Linked DNA regions of Triticum aestivum: region 2 is linked to region 1. The links are chromatin contacts, called in public Hi-C maps. All regions are on one chromosome and are shown on one strand. The core of a region is the stretch at or near the end of the contact, and the rest is flanking DNA. Distances in the headings are between cores, read along the strand shown.

Region 1 (5,095 bases), core at 1,205-3,704:
CGCTCCAATAGTTTAAGTACTATGTATGACATGACCCGTGCTTATTTTTACTTGTTTAATTTTTCCTATATTGATATTTTGTGTTCTCATTTTGTATTTCATACACTTAGTGTGGGTTCAATAGTAAGCTATCAACACTGCTAAGCATGATTTTCAAAGCAATTGGATCATTTGGACATCACAATCATTAAAAATTGGTTGTGTATCTTTCATACTCGATCTCGCAATTACTATGTAACATGTGTCATCATTCTCTGTATATTGCCTCTACCAATTACATTTATGATCAATTGCTACCGAGGAATATGGTCTTGAATATCCTCCATCTCTCATCCGGCTTATGTCTCCAACAGAAAAGACTCGTGACCGCACAAAAGTTGGGACAAACATTAATCCCCTAGTCAATTCGTAAAACCACAATGCAGAGAGGACGCCATTACCGCAAACCTAAGAACTAGAGGTGACGAGATCTTTCTGGAATAGAACACAACAAAAAGACAAGGTGAAACAAGCAAAGTAAAGCATCATTGTTTATATATAGAGTTTGTTGGGCCAAACCAGACACATTTACTAGATGTCCGTGTGTATATGTGTCACCTCTTTCACTATATCTACATTTCCACGGATCTCTCGCACGGCGGCCACCTATACAAAAAGCATGAAAACAATGACACAAAACGACCCTTGAGTAAACACACAACTAACAAATAAACCCTACGGGAAAAAATATAGCCAGTGCGGCAAAGCGTCCTTCTGCTCCTAGTCTCATAGTTATTCGAACGATAACTGAATAACGCTATAGTTCATATCATGAAACAAAAATAGAAGTTAAGAGCATCTCTAGCAACATGTCTAAAGCGTTGTGTATAGCTGATTTAGACACTGAAGTGACAAAATCATCATGCATGTGGTTGTGTAAAGCATTGCCTAAATTTAAACACCGTCCAAAAACGGCTCGACATCGTCCACAACAATGAAACACGAACCACCCTTTCCGAGCCTTTGTCGTGCCACCATCCAGAAAACATGAGGGCACCGCGCGAGCTCCGCGGGGTCTGAGTGGCCGCAACGTCCTGCAAGGTGGGCTCCATTCTCGTGAATGCGATGAGGGCGAGGGTGGGGGTGGAGGAGTTCGGGAAGGGAATATCGTGGTCGATCCGGGGGCTACCGTTTGGCGTCCGTCTAGAACCGATGGGAAAGGAGATGCTCGGCGTTGAACCGTTCGCCTCCATGCGCCATCCAACTGGATTAGGCGAGGAAGGAGAGGAAGTGGGCCGCCGGCGCATTTCTGGAGACCCCATGCTTGGGCAGCTCGGATGCGATGACATCACATGGGTAGAGGGACGAAGTTCGGATTATTGATATTGAAATGGGGAAAATATCCAGTGCTACGGGAGCACTTCACATTAGGTGCTCCCGCGCGTTCTCAGCCGTCGATCTGAGATCCACTGGACAGCATCACGGGATGTGGACCAAAGTGTCATTTTTGGAATGTTTGGGGGATTTTCTGCAAAACATTTATGTTGGATTTGTCTTCTTTGTTTCTCAATGTGCGTTTTGAATTTTGATTTGAATTTTTTAGGGATTGTACATTCATGTGATGCTAACATCCACAATTTTTTTTGAAACATTTATATGTGCGTTTTGAAAACGGGAGCACCTAATGTGAGGTGCTCCTGTAGCACCAGATATTCACCCTGTTGAAATGGTAGTTGAATTGTCGGCGGTAAGATGCCATCACAATACATGGGGGGAGAACGTAGAACAATCTGAAGGAAAACTAGGGTTCCGTATTAGACCGTGGTGTACATGAACATTTAGGCAACGGAATATATAGAAGAAGCGATGTACGTAGATGCTCCGAACTACGTTAGCTGTGACCTGTGATTACATTCCATATGTGGGTGGAGATCGGCGAGAGAGTGACTGCCTGACTGGGCCGGCCAGCGAAATGATCTTTTGGAGGCGCATGCATTTGTCCGTGTCGTGCGCACGTCGGGTAAGGGTCCCGCCACAATATTTGTTTAGACATGCAGCGTGTTTCGCGTGGAGGGGGCCCCACAGGGGACAACTTTTTTGGATGGATAAGTTGTTGCATGATACTAGTGCCATACTCACAGTTGATTAGCATTAGCGATACTAGCGGCACATACAGTAACTTGCATTGGTAGATCGATGCTTCAGATCCAACAACCCCATCCATCCAGATCATGTATCATTTCACGATGAGATCCACACACACACACACACACACACACACACACACACACACACACACACACACACACACGATCGAGGTGCATGCATGCATGCACTAGTCTTACTCACGGTACCCTCCCCTCCCTACAGTAAGATGGATTGTTTTGCATGGCAGGGACTCAGCTGCACGGCCTACCAAACCCTGGGGCTGCCCATGAAAACTCCTGCCTCCTTTTAATACCCTTTCGGCTGCTCAGTCGAGCACGCGCACGAGCCACCCACCAGCACTCCAGCAGCAGCTCGCCATGGCTCACCATGCCTCGGGCGTCCTCCTCTTCCTCCTCATGGCCTTCTCGTTCGCCGGCTCCGCCTTTGCGGCCGACGCGGCGGTGCTCGGCCGGAAGGCCGGTATTGGCGCCGTTGCCGAGGAGGAGCCCGAGCTGAAGAAGGCGGCGCCCGGGAAGTACGCGGTGATCTTCGACGCGGGCAGCACGGGCACGCGCGTCCACGTCTTCCAGTTCGACAAGAAGATGGAGCTCATCGACATTGGCGACGGCGACGACATCGAGGTCTTCGCCAAGGTATATATTTATGCGCACGACGCATAGCAATCTATTCTAGGAGTATCGTATGCTGTTGCTTTCCTCTTAATTATCTTCGTTTTGATTTGTTGGTGCAAAAAAGGTGGAGCCGGGGCTGAGCGCGTACGCCGGACGGCCGCAGGAGGCGGCCAAGTCCATCGTGCCTCTGCTGGAGAAGGCCAAGAGCACCGTGCCTCGCTGGCTCATGAAGAAAACTCCCGTCAAACTAGGGGTCCGTTCTTAAAAAACTATATATAGTAATAACAAATAATTTGTCCAGGACCTAGTTTACTACGTACTACAAACTGGAACTAAATTTGTATATGGGACAGAAATCAATCGCTAAAACCAGAAATGGAATTAATATGTGCAGGCGACGGCTGGGCTCAGGCTCATCGGAGACGAGAAAGCGGAGCAAATTCTTGAAGCAGTAATTATGTTTTATCTCTATATATATTCTACTCTTGTTTCAGTATCTACATATTTTCTAAAATTTCAAACGGACGGACTTGTTTGAATTGATTATTATTCCTAACCAAAACATGTACGCACAGGTGAGGGATGCTGTCCACAGCAAGAGCAAATTCCAGTACAATCCCAGTTGGATCAATGTTCTCACGGGGTCCCAGGAAGGATCTTACCTATGGGTACGTACTTAGTTGAACTTAATTAATTATTCACCCGCAAAAAAAAGAACTTAAGTAATTATTACTATACTCAATTTATATACGTATCCACGTAGAAGTATTTACTGTTGTCACACAAATTGATATTGCACCGTACTCATAGGTTGCTCTGAATTACCTGCTGGGTAATCTGGGAGGAGACTACTCCAAGACGGTGGGTGTGATCGACCTTGGAGGCGGATCCGTGCAGATGGCATATGCCATCTCTGCGGATGCCGCCGCTGCCGCTCCCGTGGTGCCTCAAGGGGACGATCCATACGTCACCAAAGAGTATCTCAAAGGAAGAGATTACAACGTCTATGTTCACAGGTTACTTACCCTCGGCTAGCTCCCTCCTTTGTTATTTTACTTATTACTGTGCATCCATCTCTGTTATTCCCTTTGTATTGATTTGTTCTACATATAAGCTTTGTCCAAAATCAAACTTTATAAATTTTGATCAAGTTTGAAGGAAAAACTTTAATATGATTAGAATCATGATTGGATATATGTTCACATCATATAGATGTATTATTGTAAGTGTTCATATTATTTTCTATAAAATTGGTCAAACTTTATAAAAATTGACTTGAATCAAAGCTAATGTGTGGAGTAAATAAAAACAGAGGGAGTAATTTGCAATTCTACAAAGGCCATGTGGTAACTACTTTGCTCTCCTTATTAATGGCTTTACGGGTGATAATTTTTGAACCATTTCAGCTACTTGCACTATGGCGCAATGGCTTCTCGGGTAGAGATCTTCAAGGCGAAGAATGGACCAGTGAGCTACTGCATGCTGCGCGGATACAATGGTATGATATATATCCTTAATTTGGGTTGAGTAAGCAGAGCACATAATATAATCAAATACAGGAGTGATCGATGTACAATTACAAATCCTTTGAATATATATAAATGAAGGCAAATACACCTACAACGGAGAGCAATACGACGCCGTAGCGCCTCCGCAAGGAGCGGCATACGACAAGTGCAGAGAGGACGTCACCAAGGCGCTTAAGATCAGCGCGCCCTGCCAGGCCAAGAACTGCACCTTCAACGGCGCATGGAATGGCGGCGGCGGCCCCGGCCAGGCCGACCTCTACGTCACCTCCAGCTTCTACTACATGGCAGCAGACGTTGGCTTGATCGACAGTGAGGCCACCAGCGGGAAGACCACCCCTGCGGCGTTCAGGGCCGCCGCCGAGAAGATCTGCCCGATGGGCTTCGTGGAAGCCAAGGCCGCGTACCCCAAGGTGCGATCCGTCGACGCGCCCTTCATCTGCATGGACCTCATCTACCAGTACTCCCTGCTCGTGGACGGTTTTGGTCTGGAGCCGACCAAGGAAATCACGGTGGCGCAGAAGGTGAAGCATGGGGAGTACTTCATTGAAGCCGCGTGGGCGCTCGGAGAAGCCATCGAGGCCGTCTCACCCACCAAGCGGCTCAACGATGCATGATTTTAGATATAATTGCTAGTCCCTCGCAATAAGGTGCAAGCATGTGTATCGTACGATTAATTGCAATAAGGTTCATATGCTTGGACGCCATCTCCAATTGTAATCCTTTTTATCATCTTTGTGGCGAGAATTGCCTAGTATAATGCGCTACAACATATAGATGTGCGTGCCCACACACACACACAAACCGCAC
Region 2 (5,095 bases), core at 1,926-4,425, 260 kb before region 1:
TAAACTTGGCCAGCCTATGAAAACAGGAAAAGTCATTGGTCTGTTTGACATATCAGAAGATAAGACATATCAAGTTTGACAGACATCCACATTGAAGCAAATTAGCCAAATCAAGAGCGATGACGCGATACCTTTCTCTTTTGAGCACGAGATTCATTAATAGCCCTTAACCGTTTCTTTAGTGCCTTTAGAAAACAATGGACAACAAAAGGTGTGAAGTGTAGCCGTAGTCTCCATCCAATACATAAAATGGACAAAGAAGGAAAGAAACAAACGTAACAAAGAAATGAAAGGTGTGCTTTTAAGGTTCCACGTGCTATCCATCAGCGAGAAAGGTTTAGCAACTAGTAATCCCTGACAATCACATAATGCATCTAGAATCGTCCCCTGAGCGCTTCACATTGAAGTCACGTTCTTGAAACATTACAGATCAACAAGGTAAACTTAATAGAATCTCTGATTCAACTCAAATACAAAAGGAAGACAGGCCAGCCTGGCCTTCCGCATAACCAGCCAAGTTGAACCCCAAACCCTGACAGCGCGCTAGATGCTACCGTCTCCACACAGCACCCAAAGAGAACAGAAGCAAACAAGCCACGATATCAAACATTGTATGCATGGATGATCAGCTAGAGCAAACAAGCATTTCATTATTGATGATAGAGATCAACTAGCCATTACACCATCCACAATCCACAATAGCAATTTGTTTTTCAGGCTAGTGAACTAAAACAAACAGAAAACAGATGGGCAAAAGATAATTCCTGTTTTACAGTCAACCTATCATCAAATCATCTATGTATAAACTCGTACAGTACAAAAGGTAAATAAATCTGTAACACCCAGGTGCTGATTGGGTTACAGAAAGGTGAAACATAAGTGGTTAGGACTGAAATCATATCATAAAAAATTTAGCAGTAACTAGTTATACATACTGGCAAAACAAGATACTCCCACGACCAAATTTTCTTACCTCCTTGCATTTTCCAACGATATCTGGCTTGCAGAAGTATGAGATATGACTAAGTACGATCTCTCTTGCTTCCTATCAAGCCCATCAAAGAAATAATAACAGTCAAGAACGATAGATATGTAGTAAATTTATAATTATGTGTAAACCCCTGACAATATTCAATAAGCAAGGGGGTGGCCCTAATGCATCATACAAAGCTTTTATTCCCAAACGCACCTCTATTCCTTCAACAGTCTCCTTGTACCCAGACTGTACATATTCTTTGGTTAACGTCTCTTCAGGACAGTTTGGTGTTTGAGGATAGAAGTCAGGTGGTCCAAGCCTACAAAAGAGCCATATCGAAGAGGACTGCTGAGTGAGACTAAGTGAAGTCATATCACAAGACAAAACAACTAGTATCTGTTGCCGAAAAGAGCAATGGAGATGTGTTCACATATGCAAACAATGAGTCAATGCTGAAACTAAGGGCAAAGAAAGTAACCAAAATACAACCACTGTGAGGCGGACAATAAATTAATAAGCATACTCTGGCTCTTTCAGTGAAGTGCTTTTGGTTCAGAAGTTAATACATACTTGTTGTTAAGTGGTTCCCTGTCACACTTTAGCCTGTACGGAGCTAGCTGTTGTTGTCGCCTGAAAAACAGTAGTATTAGGAAACACAGGTCACAACCTATTACTGGCACAGGAAAATGCAAATGACAGATTTGGATAATAGTGTCAACTTACTTCACCGGAAACATGGCAACAATTAATTGATTTTGGCACCAGCATATTGTTTTTCTAGCCATCAAGAACCCTATGTTCTACTACCTCCATTCCAAAATATATGACGTTTTGGCAACAATTAATTGATTTTGGAACGGAGGTAGTAGTTATATTAGAAAATGTGAATTTATGGTATAGGATAAAAGTGACAAAAGACTCTCCTTTTTAGGGGGAAAAAAGATGCATTTTTTATTCCTCGAGTTAAATTAGCTGTGAAGGTTGGGGGTTTATTTCACCCCAATGCAAAACAAAAATCTCCATTTTGCAACAAACAGAGTCTGCAGTTCCTTTTTTGTTCAACAATATAGATTGAAGTATAATGTAATGCCATAGATAATGAATGATACCGCGAAACTGTGAAGTGTTATTCAAAATATGAGCTAGCTAGTCCAACTTAAAGACAAATGACAGTAAATATGATGGCTTAGCTTGCACTTGGTTCAATTAAAATAGCTTCGCCTGTACAGCACTAGGTTGTGACAGAATAATAGTTCATATAAAGGGTAGCTATTCATTTCTTTCCATACGCTGAAAATTCCAAGTATAGCATACAGTGGGTTCATTATTGGAAGTTCGAGCGTACACGTGGCGTAGTAACGGAACGCAGTAATGCCTCTAACGGAACGCCATTACTACGGCGCCATACCTTTTAGCTTACTGAGTAATTAGTGATCCATGAGAGACTACTGCTAACTGAACACAGACTAACTGGCGCGCCTCGGCTCGCTAACACTAGGCGATTGTCGATACCGGTTTGATTAAGCAACTAAATTTGCACGGGCAGAGCAGAACAGGGACGTGTTAATACCTCGGGTTCAGGGGGTAATTGGGCGGAGCGTAGGGCGAGACATCGAGCCTGGAGCTGTCCCTGCCGCCGGCCGACGCCGGGCCACCGCTAAACCCAGAGCTGTTGCTGTTGCCGGCGCCCGCGTACCTCTGCATCTCGCCCAGCGAGTCAGCAGCAGCATGCCGCTGCCGCCGCCGCGAACATGGGCCGGGTCCCCCGCGAAACCCTAGGGGCGGATCAGGGCGCCTCCCCGCCGATTCGGGCGGGATCCGCGCGCGCGCCGCCCGGATTCCCCGATCCCAACCCCAAAGCTAGGGTTTTGGCGGCCGGAAGTCGGGAATCCGCGGAGAATTTTTCCGGAAAAGGGAAGAAAGGCGCCGGCTTCCGGCGCCGGAGGAGGAGCTAGGGTTTCCCAATCGGGCGGCCGGAACCCTAGGCGGGGCAGCGGCGCGGAGTGGAGGGGAGGGGAGCAGGAGCGAGCGCGGAGGGGGGGACGGGGCAGTGACGCGACGGCGATTGGTGCGGGGGGATTGGGCGATGTAGAGAGAGAAAGTGGGGGAGCCGGACGGAGTTTGACTCTTTTTTAAAGCTGCTTCCTTTCCTTCCTCCCTCCCTCCCTCGTTGCTTCCTTCCCCTCCGATGGATTTTTCTCTCTCTAGGACTGGAGTCGATGGTCGGATGGGCTCTCTCTCTATCTCTAGTTCTCTACTGCTGGTCACTCTCTCTCTCTCTAGATTGTGACGACGATGATGGATGGAGAACAAGAGGGATCTGGTCTCGACAAGAGTCTTTGTCCTATATATGTATGCCCTCTTGGTGGCATAAAGGTGAGAAACTGAATCTCTAATGTCCCAAAAATACATCACCTTTGCATCTTGGCAACAGTATGTGATGCTTAGATGCTTTAAGCTGCTTTTGGTAAAATTAAGAATATATATGTGGTGGTGGAGCCAGCCCCTTTTATCAGATGGGAAGCTCTTTCGGGGGAAAGTGGCGTGTGTGATGAGCAATAATGCTACACTTACGGATAGGTTATACATATTATACTTTACGGATGGCTTGTGGCATCAGGTGGTTGGAAGAGAGAAGTTGTCGAAACGGACAGGCGGGACACGCGCCCTTGTCCTCCACCGGCTCGCCCGTCTGGGACACAACGCTTCTACTTTCTCTCTCATTCCCAAAAACCCTCCCGCGCTCCCCCTCCACTCCCACCTCCATGGCCGACGCCCCGAAGAAACCCGTTGACCCAGCTGCCACCACCGCCTACCCCACAATGAAGAAGAAGAAGAAAGTGCGGTCGAAGCTCACGCCGGCGGAGATCACGTGGCTCGACAAAGAATCGGCCAAGAGGAGGTCCCGACGGACCGTTCAGGCGGAGAAGAAAGCCGTTGCCGACTTCGCCCTCGAGGTCGCGGCCGCGCAGCGCAAGGCCGGCGTCAAGGAAAACAAGGCCATCGTCGCCAAGGCCAGAGAGGCAGTGACGACGCACGCCCTCCTCATGCTAGGGTTTAGCCGACCCACGCCGGCCATTCTCTTCGCCGCCACCATGGCAGCGGCGAGCACAGGCTCGTCGGTCGTTCGCCCTTCGTACTACCAGTTGTCGAGATCGTCCATAACACCGGAGATGGTCGGTTTTCATCCAGCGCGGCAGCATGCTCCGACCCGGTTCTCCACATCGTTGGGCGGCAGCATGATTGCGCTGGCCATGATATGTCTCCAACGTATCTATAATTCTTTATTGTTCCATGCTAGTATATTATCTATTTTGGATGTTTTATATGCATTAATATATTATTTTATATTTTTTTGGACTAACTTATTAACCTCAAGCCCAATGTCAGTTTCTGTTTTTTTCTTGCTTTTGAGTTCTACAGGAAAGGAATATCAAACGAAGTCCAAACGGAATAAAACTTTTGTGGTGATTTTTCTTGGACCAGAAGACATCCACGGAGCTTGGAGAGAGGGCCGGAAAAGTCCCGAGGGCTCCACAAGCCCTCAGGGCGCGCCCCTTGGCTTGTGGGTCCCACAGGACTACTCCAACCCTAATTTTTGTTCTATAAATTCCCAAATATTCCCAAACAACCAGAAGCATCCACCAAAAAACGTTTCCACTGTCGCAAGCCTCTGTTCCCATGAGATCCCATCTTGGGGCTTTTTTCGGCACCCTGCCGGAGGGGGATTCAATTACAGAGGGCATCTACATCAACTCTATTGCCCTTCCGATGAAGCGTGAGTAGTTTACCACAGACCTACGGGTCTATAGCTAGTAGATAGATGGCTTCTTCTCTCTCTATGATCTTCAATCCCATGTTCTCCTCGATGTTCTTGGAGTTCTATCCGATGTAATCCTCTTTTGCGGTGTGTTTGTCGAGATCCGATGAATTGTGGATTTATGATCAGATTTATCTATGAATATTATTTAAGTCTTTTCTGAATTCTTGTATGCATGATCAAATATCTTTGTATTTCTCTTCGAATTATCGGTTTGGTATGGCCAACTAGATTGGTTCTTCTTGCAATGGAAGAGGTGCTTAGTTTTGGGTTCAATCTTGCGGTGTCCTCACCCAGTG

What was found. A called contact is a pair of places that touch in the nucleus more often than the background predicts.
Region 2: a Hi-C map of leaf shows a contact between it and region 1, with 3 times the contacts expected there. The contact joins the promoter of LOC123106058 here to the promoter of LOC123106054 in region 1.

What each region holds. Positions count from the first base shown.
Region 1 is chr5A:692,057,137-692,062,231 of IWGSC CS RefSeq v2.1, reverse strand. It overlaps LOC123106054 (probable apyrase 3), which reads left to right and starts at 2,454. Exons shown (of 7, transcript XM_044528252.1): 1 at 2,454-2,780; 2 at 2,884-3,012; 3 at 3,154-3,210; 4 at 3,335-3,427; 5 at 3,570-3,775; 6 at 4,166-4,257; 7 at 4,367-5,057. The coding sequence starts at 2,505. The coding sequence ends at 4,902.
Region 2 is chr5A:692,318,620-692,323,714 of IWGSC CS RefSeq v2.1, reverse strand. It overlaps LOC123106058 (mediator of RNA polymerase II transcription subunit 12), which reads right to left and starts at 3,175. Exons shown (of 11, transcript XM_044528259.1): 1 at 2,547-3,175; 2 at 1,547-1,606; 3 at 1,190-1,295; 4 at 974-1,045; 5 at 1-14. The coding sequence starts at 2,680.